Linked DNA regions of Mus musculus: all the other regions are linked to region 3. Evidence: chromatin contacts called from public Hi-C and HiChIP or PLAC-seq data. All regions are on one chromosome and are shown on one strand. The core of a region is the stretch at or near the end of the contact, and the rest is flanking DNA. Distances in the headings are between cores, read along the strand shown.

Region 1 (2,700 bases), core at 47-2,546, 330 kb after region 3:
GTGGGTTAGAAAGAGATAAACTTTCACACCAGTGGATTTTTTTTTTTTTTTTTTTTTTGTGGCTAGAAATAATACAGATGAGCCCTACCCAGTGAGCCAGAGACCAAGCCCAGGCCACCTCCCTGAGCAAGACTGCTCCTGGACTTAAGTAAGGTCAGTTCACCCTGCCAGCCCAAGGGCTGGAACTGCGGGGCTTCTCTCCTGAGTCTAAAGCTCACCAAACTACTCTGTACATTTCGGAATCACTGTTGGTGATTTGCAATCCTGTTAGTTGGTGTCATATACATACATACATACATACATACATACATACATACATACATGTGTGTAGATAGATAGATCAAAAGATATAGATATGTATCTTTCTGCATATATGCTCATCCTACTGGATCTGTTTCTCTAGACCCTGATCCCCTGCCCCGCCCCCCCAGGCCCAGTTTTCCCAGGTATCAGCCAAGGCTTGCATGTTGCTTTTGCAAGAATAGCAGCAACCTTGAGAGAAGTCTCCCTCTGCCCCACCAGTTGACTCTTTCCTGCACATCACAGACTTTTATGCTAGTAGAAGTCACGTGGTCGTTAAACCAGGGAGCAGCCGAGCCCACAAACAATCATGAAGTTGAAGAAAAAACACAGGAGAAGAACTTATGTCGGAGTTGAGGCAGCTGGCACAGGCCCCAGATTCCTGGCTTTTCTGAAGTAAGGGACATTCAGTGAAGACTCAGGAGTGTCATGGCTAATTGAGGAGACTGGAAAAGGCCAGAAACTCTGCCATTCCTTAGAGGAAGATGCGGACTTGATTTCCTGTATCCCTAGAGTTAGGCTGGTACCTGTTTAGTGTCACTAATAGGCTATAGCCAGTGTGACATTGTGGATGTTCTAGAAAGGTGCTCTAAGAGGCAGGATACTTTTGTTTTTCTCCTCTTAGGACCCTTGAATAGCTAGCTATGTGATGATGTGTGAGAGCCCAGGTGGAGAAACAGATAGGGGTTGGGGGAGACCTGCCAGTCACAATAGCGTCAGCTGTCCCAGATGTGGTGACATACTGCTAAGTAAAGCCACCGTGTCTTAGCTAGAAGTCGGCCTCAGAGGAAGCTCTGGGTAAAGACAAGGACATTGGAGGAGTGTCCTGCAGGACCCCACCCAGATAACGGAACCATGACCAAACAATACACCGAGGTGGCACAAAGCCAGTAACTGTGGACATCCGACTTCACAGCGGTAGATAACCATTACAGCCTGGCAGCTGGGGCAGACGAAGCACAGTGGCTTCCCTGTAATGATGGAGCCCAGAGTGAGAGGCAGGAGGAGAGCGACATCTGAGCAGAGGCATCAGGGCTGCTCGAATCTTCTCCTGCCAGTTTTCCACTGTTTCGCAACGCTGATGTGTGTCACCTCGCAGCGAAAACAATCTGTACCCTTCCGAGTTAGGCACTGCCCCTGAGTCTCTTCCAGACCTCGTCAGACCTCAAACCAAGGTCTGTGAGCAGGGGAGATCCCAGACACAGTGAGTCATGTTTGTCTTCTGTGTGCTGAAGGCCTGGCACAGACTTAGATCACCACTGACCTGTGGTCTGCAGCTTGTTTCTTCACCGGGAGCCAAAACACAGTGCATAGCCTCATCTCCAGCCAAGTTCTCAACACGGGCCCGGGTGTCTAGGTGCGGGTGCCAAATGTGCCTGCGATGAATCCAGCAATGTAATAATAATTACCCCACAGCCAGTCTGGCTGATTTTCTGGACAGCACCGTTGAGCTCCTTAATTATAGCAGTTAAATCTAGACACGCATATTCAGGCACTGAATACTTAATTTATAGCATAAGGAGAGAGAATCCACCCACCCATTCACTTAACAACACGGGTGCACCACTTTGCCGGTCACAGATATATCAGAAGCCATGCTTCCTGCACCCTGAGATTGCTTTTGCCGTCTCTCCCAAGAGGCAGGAATCAAAGGCACTGCGGTCAAGGTAACAAATGAATGACTAGTGTAACAGAGACGAAGAAGGTGAGATGAGAGTTGAACAGAGGGAGACACCACGGCTGGCCAAGGGAAACAGAGCCTGGAAAGATTTCTTAAAAGTGTCATTTGTCACCTCCCCACTCCAAGTTTAAAAGCTGCACACGGTTATTAGCTATATGACCCTGTGCAAATCATAAATTTTCTTACATCTTAGTTTGCTTATCTTTGAAAGGGGATGGTTTGGGCTAACTGATCTCAAAGGTGCTTTCTGTTCCAAGGGCCTGGAATACATGATTTTTTAATGAGAAGACCCAGCAAAATGTATAGCCATCCATCCTTTCTACAACCAGAGTAACTTTTTAAATCTAAAGAAGATAATGTCTCCCATGGCTTAAACCCCTTCCGTGGCTGCATTTACAACCTCTCCTGATGATTTGTGCTCACAAGCACGGGGGAAGGGAGGGTGGGGGGCTGCCTGTGCTCTCAGCACCCCTGACTCCATGTCCTCCTCTGGCCTGCACCCATTCACCCAGAGGCCTCTCTCCCTTCAATGAATATAGGATTTGTGATTTTTCAGGATAGTTGTGCTCCAGTCCCCGTCCCCGTTCCCTTGCCCCACCACTCTCTCTGAGCCAGGCAGCTTGGAAGTGGAGAACAGTACCTCCCAGGAGTCCTGGCAGGGCCAACAGCTGCCAGAGAGCAGGGAAGGGGAGTCTGGGCTCCTCCGCTGCTCCACGCTG
Region 2 (2,700 bases), core at 57-2,556, 510 kb after region 3:
TCTAGTGAGGGCCAGTCCTTGTGCTGGATGCAGAGAAACAGTGAATGAAGCAGACAACAGTATGTCTGCTTACATCTGATCACTTCCGGGGGCGGTCAGCCTCTATATACACATTAGAGTCACTTGGGGGCCTTTTAGAGAGTGTTGTATACCTAAACTCTAGCGCCAGACTCTTTGAGACAATTGGTTATCAATGAGACCAAGGACCTATTTTTTCTTTTTAAGTTCATTGAGTTGTTCTGACATGTGAATAGGACTGAGAAAAACTGTTCGAAGGAAGTAGGCTCTAGCAAGCAGAGTGAAGACGGGGTAACATTGGTGTAAATAAACCCAGGTGCCGGCAGTAGGCTCGCCATCACTGGAAGCCACTGGAGACACGCCACTCCTCAGGTCTTCAATTATCCTCTCCTCCCCTCCTTTTGTAGATCCCCGGGATACGCTCCCATTTTCTTTTAGCACTTAGCTCAAATTATCTTTCTAATCCAACCTTTCATGATCTCTCATACACAACTTACATAGTACTGTTGATACTCTCCCAGAACCTTGGCTACCTCGGTCTCCACAACTCCACAACATTCTCTTTCAATCCCCAGCTGCTGAACAGATGGTGTGAATCCAAAACCAATCATTTCAAACACTGCTCCAGACTCCCAACAATCATGGGAGCTGAGTGAAGGACCCTCTCCCTCCCACAAGTGGGAAATTGATGCTTGACATCCCAACCTGACAGTCTGGATAAACTGTCCACTGAGACAGTTATATACTATCAAGTACATTATAGGTTCTACCCCCGGGGGAAACTGGGCCTGCAGAATGCTCAATAACAAAATATATTCTAAGCTCAAAGCAATTGACTTACAAGCAAACTTTTGAAAAACCCACCAACCCATTCACATCTTTGAGAATGTCCGCATATCACATCCTGACCAGTTCCAGGAGTAGCCGCACCACTTAACAAAGGGCAGAGTTGGAAGACAGATGCAGTAAGCTCTAGACTATATTTTAAAAGTCACAAATTGAAGGCCTTCAGCTAGAAGCATGTCCGTGGTGGCTTCATTTAACCAACAGTGGTTTCTGTAGAATACGGACTGTCATTGGTCAGCTGCTCTCTTTCTGCGGAAAGAGCCAGCTCTTTCTTCCTTTCAACTACACCATGTTTCAGCTGTTAGTTTTAATATTCAGTAAAGCTACCATGAGAAGAGCCACGCAACTCTGACGGGAGTCCACCATCTTTTGACTTGTGAAGTTTGAGTTCCTGTTTCCAGCTGGTCTCTTTATTCTTTAAGGCTTCCACGTGTCAGCCTTGGTGACTTCCTCTTTCTGCCCCCACAACATTCACATAAAGCAGTATGTTCCCCTCCTTGCTCACTTGGTGAGAAGCCCGTGTAAATCACATTTCTTTCCTTTCTATCATGAGTTCCAGTCTTTCGAGACAGTGCCCCATGGAATGACTGGGACATTCTGAAAGTCACTGGGTGGAGATCTTCTGCCAGGAGCAGAAGTGGTGGACATGGGGGACACAGAAAGGTTAGCTATAATGATTTCCTTTTCCCTGTTTACAAAAGCATTGAGTGGCTTTACACACTACACTAGAATATTACAAGAAGCTCTAAAAAAGATAATAAAGCCACCTGTAATCTTACTTCACTGAAATAACTACTGTTAAAATTTTACTATATTTCTTTTTAAAAATTCTACATAGAGAAAATATAGTGACCTGCCCTTATTATGGAGATTTGGAATGTTTAGGCTCTCTTCCCTCTCCTCCCCCTCTCCCCCTCCCCCTTTTCCTTTCCTTTCCTTTCCTTTCCTTTCCTTTCCTTTCCTTTCCTTTCCTTTCTTCCTATGATCGTGAGTATTTTATGAACACTCTTCCACATTCACCTCGAGTATTTTCTCTATAAAGTTTCTGAAATTAGAATTTCTGTATTAAGCAATCATCAAGTTCCTTTTCGGGGGTGGGGGAATCCATACACATCAAAATTCTGTTCCCATTACTAATGTTTGAACTTGGTCTAACTACACTCTTGAAGCCCTAATTTTTGGGCATATAATAGTTGATACCATTTATATTTCTATAATTCCCAATTTGGTTAAACTTTGGAAATGCTTATTGGCCTCTGAAAAATCATTCAATTATTTTTTATTTTTTATTTTTTATCTTTTATCATTTATTTATTTATTTAAGGCTATTTGCACACGTAAGGTAAACTTCACCATACTGTACTTAAAACTTTGTGTTCAATAGAAAAAGGAATTTGTCAGAAGCAAATGAGGCTGAAAGAATTACGTTGTTTTGTTTTGTTTTGTTTGTTTGTTTGTTTTTTCCACCTTTGTAAACATAGAAAGGAAGGAAGGAAGAAAAACTAACTTCTCTCAACTGCATTGAAATCACTCTACATTGCCTGTCAGAAAACGAAGCTAGAGTAAAGCTGGCTTCCCAATACCTGCCAGCAATCAGCAGGCTCTGCGGAGGGTAAGAGACACCAAGAACCAAACACTATAAGGTGGGACAGAGCAGATGCCTCAGAAAAGCCTCATCCATGCTTTAAAGGGATTTACTAGCAGTTTGCAACATAGTTTGCTTGATTTGCAACATAGTTTGTCTTTGGTCTTATCCATTCTCTTCCTTCCAGCAAACAGCCTCCTCTCACCATCCTTTCAAAGCCTGGCTGATGAGCTTGTGTAAGATGAATGGGT
Region 3 (2,700 bases), core at 52-2,551:
TTTCAATGAGTACGTTGTAAGAAAATACCCAGCGTGATGTTTGTGCTGCCCAGGGCTCCTCAGAATTTGAAATCTCCCAGTGTGCATATTGAGTTTCCTCTTTTCTGTCAACAAGGGGGATAGTTCTTCGAGTCAGCTCTCCCACAGTCTCTACCAGTAAATATTTCCAGTGGTGAATGGTTCCAGCAGTGTTTTAGGGTTTTACTGCTGTGAACAGACACCATGTCCAAGGCAACTCTTATAAGGAGAGCATTTAATTGGGGCTGGCTTACAGGTTCAGAGGTTCCGTTCATTATCATCAAGGCATGGCATGGCAGCATCCAGGCAGGCATGGTGCAGGAGGAGCTGAGAGTTCAACATCTTGTTCTGAAGTCAAACAGGAGAAGATGGGCTTCCAGGCAGCTAGGATGAGGGTCCAAATTATTTATTTATTTATGTGAGTACACTGTTGCTGTCATCAGACACACCAGAAGAGGGTATCTCATCTCATTACAGATAGTTGTGAGTCACCACGTGGTTACTGGATATTGAACTCAGGACCTCTGGAAGAGCAGTTGGTGCTCTTAACTGCTGAGCCATCTCTCCAGCCCTAGGATGAGGGTCTTAAAGCCCACACTCACAGTGACACACTTCCTTCAAAAAGGTCTCACCCACGCCAACAAGGCCACACCTCCAAATAGTGCCACACACTCCCTGGGCCAAGCATATTCAAACCACCACAAGCATGGCCCATCATTTCTTGTATTTTGCCACAGTGATTTTTTTTCTTACCGTCCAATCCTATCTGTTTAGAATAGTTCTTATACAATCTGTGAAACATCTGGTTGTCACTCTTCCTGGATTTATCTTGCAGCCAAGCGGTTGGACCATCTGCAAGTCTTACCTTCTTTTAAATCACTTAAAATCTTTCTGATGTCTACCAGTTTTCACGCACAACTCACAGTATATTAGCTGCTGCTCTCTTGTGGCTCTCTGTGTGTGATAAGAAGAGCGCTCTAATAGTTCCCTGTCTTGGAGTTTTTTGCTGACCTTTACTTCTTACTCAGAGATAGATGTTCGCTTCCCAAGTTTTTTTTTTTTTTTTTTTGGTCATCCTCCCCATTCAGTATCATGTCTTCTTCTGCAATGGTTTTGTTTTATTTTTTGCTTTTATTCGTGAGGCAGGGCCTTACTATGCACATTAGACTGGCCTGGAACTCACAGACACCCTCTGCCTTTTCTCTGTTGGGATTAAAGTGTGTACCACAATGCTCCCTTTAGCTTTAAATTTTTTTTTTAGGAGCAGTGTATCTCAGGGTTATGTGTTAGTGACTCACAGACAGGCTGCATTCTTTGCTGGGTTTGCAAAGTATAATTGCAGAATGGGTGAGGGTAATTCATTTGACATATGTAATAATGGTTTAAATTTGCACTGTTTGAAGTCTTTAGTGAATGCAAACAGCTGCTCAATGTGTGTGTGTGTGTGTGTGTGTGTGTGTGTGTGTGTGTAAATGATCATGTTTTGTGTGAAAATGACTTAGGCAAATAAATTTTTCTTTAAAAGTTACAGAATGCTCATTCTTCAATGGGCTTCTGTTGTCTGAAACTTACAACTTGAAACCTATGATGTCAGTCAAAGGCATTAAAGAAGTAATTTTCCAGCAACAAGGTATGAGTGATAAGGTGTCCTTTTCTTTAAGACTCATCTGCATCCCAGAGGTAGAACTCTCCCAAACTAGGGCTTTCTGGGAGTGAGTCAGAGTCGGTCTGCCTCTTCCTTCTGTGCTCATGATTCAGAGCCTCGTGAGTCAGTGGCCACCTCGTAATGAGGACACTCAAGGTCACCTTGGGGACAGTGTTCCGAGTCTGACTTGAATTTGGAGGAACTGACTTGTTCAGTGTCAGAGGGGGCCATGCCTCCCAGCTCTGGTACCCCGCCTGAAGCTCATCAGCCCTCCCATGCATGCCCTTTCCTTTGCATAACAGGTTTCTAGGCACTTTCATCCATCAATGTTAAAAGTGTCTTTCCTGATGGATTACTCATTTATACATTTGAATTAAGATTTTTTTTCATTACCCAGTTCTATCACAGCTGGCATAATGAGCAATGTCAAGTTCTAAAACTATATTGTGACAACACTTTAACTTGTTATGCTTTGCCTGTGGATGTAATTAAGGCAGCGTGTTTGGTATCAGTTTATTCTTAAAAAGCAAAGTAGAAGCAGATGAGATGTATTTATAGACTCATCAAACAATGAATGGATGAAAGCAGAAAAGCAATGAATGGGGAGATGTCAGCCAGGATGGAGGAGGGACCCACTGCCAATCTCATTTCCAGACCAACTATTTGGAATTTATTCCAAAGACAGCTGTCCCTTGATTTACAGTAGGGAGAAAATGACATTTGTAAGACTATCGTACCATACTTCAATAAACTTCTACAGTTGGGGTGGGGGCTAGCTTCAGTTTCTGTGGTCAGAACCCCACCTGGAGGAAGCCAGGAAAAAAAAAATCTGGGGAACGAAGGAAAATCCTTAGGAAACACAGGAGGGTTGCAATGTGGTTCTAGCCCCCGAGAGCTATTCTGATTTGTAGCCAAAGCTACATGAGGGTGGGGGAGGGGAGTGGGTCATGGTGCAGAAAATGGACGGGAGAAGAGGATAGTGCAGAAGACAAAACCAGAGTATAAACCCCAGGGAATTCTGTTTTCGGAGCAGACAA

Evidence for each region. A called contact is a pair of places that touch in the nucleus more often than the background predicts. HiChIP or PLAC-seq counts read pairs in DNA pulled down with a chosen protein or histone mark.
Region 1: an H3K27ac HiChIP or PLAC-seq map of trophoblast stem cells shows a contact between it and region 3, with 7 times the contacts expected there. The contact joins the promoter of 4930471E19Rik here to the enhancer-like site in region 3. A contact is called at or near these places in 1 of 15 datasets of contacts at CTCF or cohesin (the NIH/3T3 cell line), 5 of 115 datasets of contacts at active chromatin or transcription factors (embryonic basal ganglia, embryonic stem cells, extraembryonic endoderm stem cells and 2 more) and 1 of 9 other capture datasets (embryonic stem cells).
Region 2: a contact with region 3 is called in a Hi-C map of bone marrow-derived macrophages, with 11 read pairs. The contact joins two enhancer-like sites. A contact is called at or near these places in 4 of 484 Hi-C or Micro-C datasets (bone marrow-derived macrophages, embryonic fibroblasts, hematopoietic stem and progenitor cells and 1 more) and 2 of 115 datasets of contacts at active chromatin or transcription factors (embryonic basal ganglia and embryonic stem cells).

The regions. Positions count from the first base shown.
Region 1 is chr10:120,634,811-120,637,510 of GRCm38.p6, forward strand. It overlaps 4930471E19Rik (a long non-coding RNA gene), which reads right to left and starts at 1,297. Exons shown (of 2, transcript XR_003948971.1): 1 at 1-1,297.
Region 2 is chr10:120,814,170-120,816,869 of GRCm38.p6, forward strand. All of the region lies in intron 5 of Msrb3 (methionine sulfoxide reductase B3), which reads right to left. Among named protein-coding and RNA genes, the nearest start is that of Gm15910, 42 kb to the right of the region's middle. Within about 2 kb of position 1,307, at least 41 of the 459 cell types and tissues checked have an H3K27ac peak or open chromatin away from gene starts, as enhancers often do. A contact at or near this core is called in bone marrow-derived macrophages, where this site is marked.
Region 3 is chr10:120,307,125-120,309,824 of GRCm38.p6, forward strand. No RefSeq gene overlaps it. Among named protein-coding and RNA genes, the nearest start is that of 1700006J14Rik, 56 kb to the right of the region's middle. Within about 2 kb of position 1,302, at least 47 of the 459 cell types and tissues checked have an H3K27ac peak or open chromatin away from gene starts, as enhancers often do. A contact at or near this core is called in the NIH/3T3 cell line, bone marrow-derived macrophages and trophoblast stem cells, where this site is marked.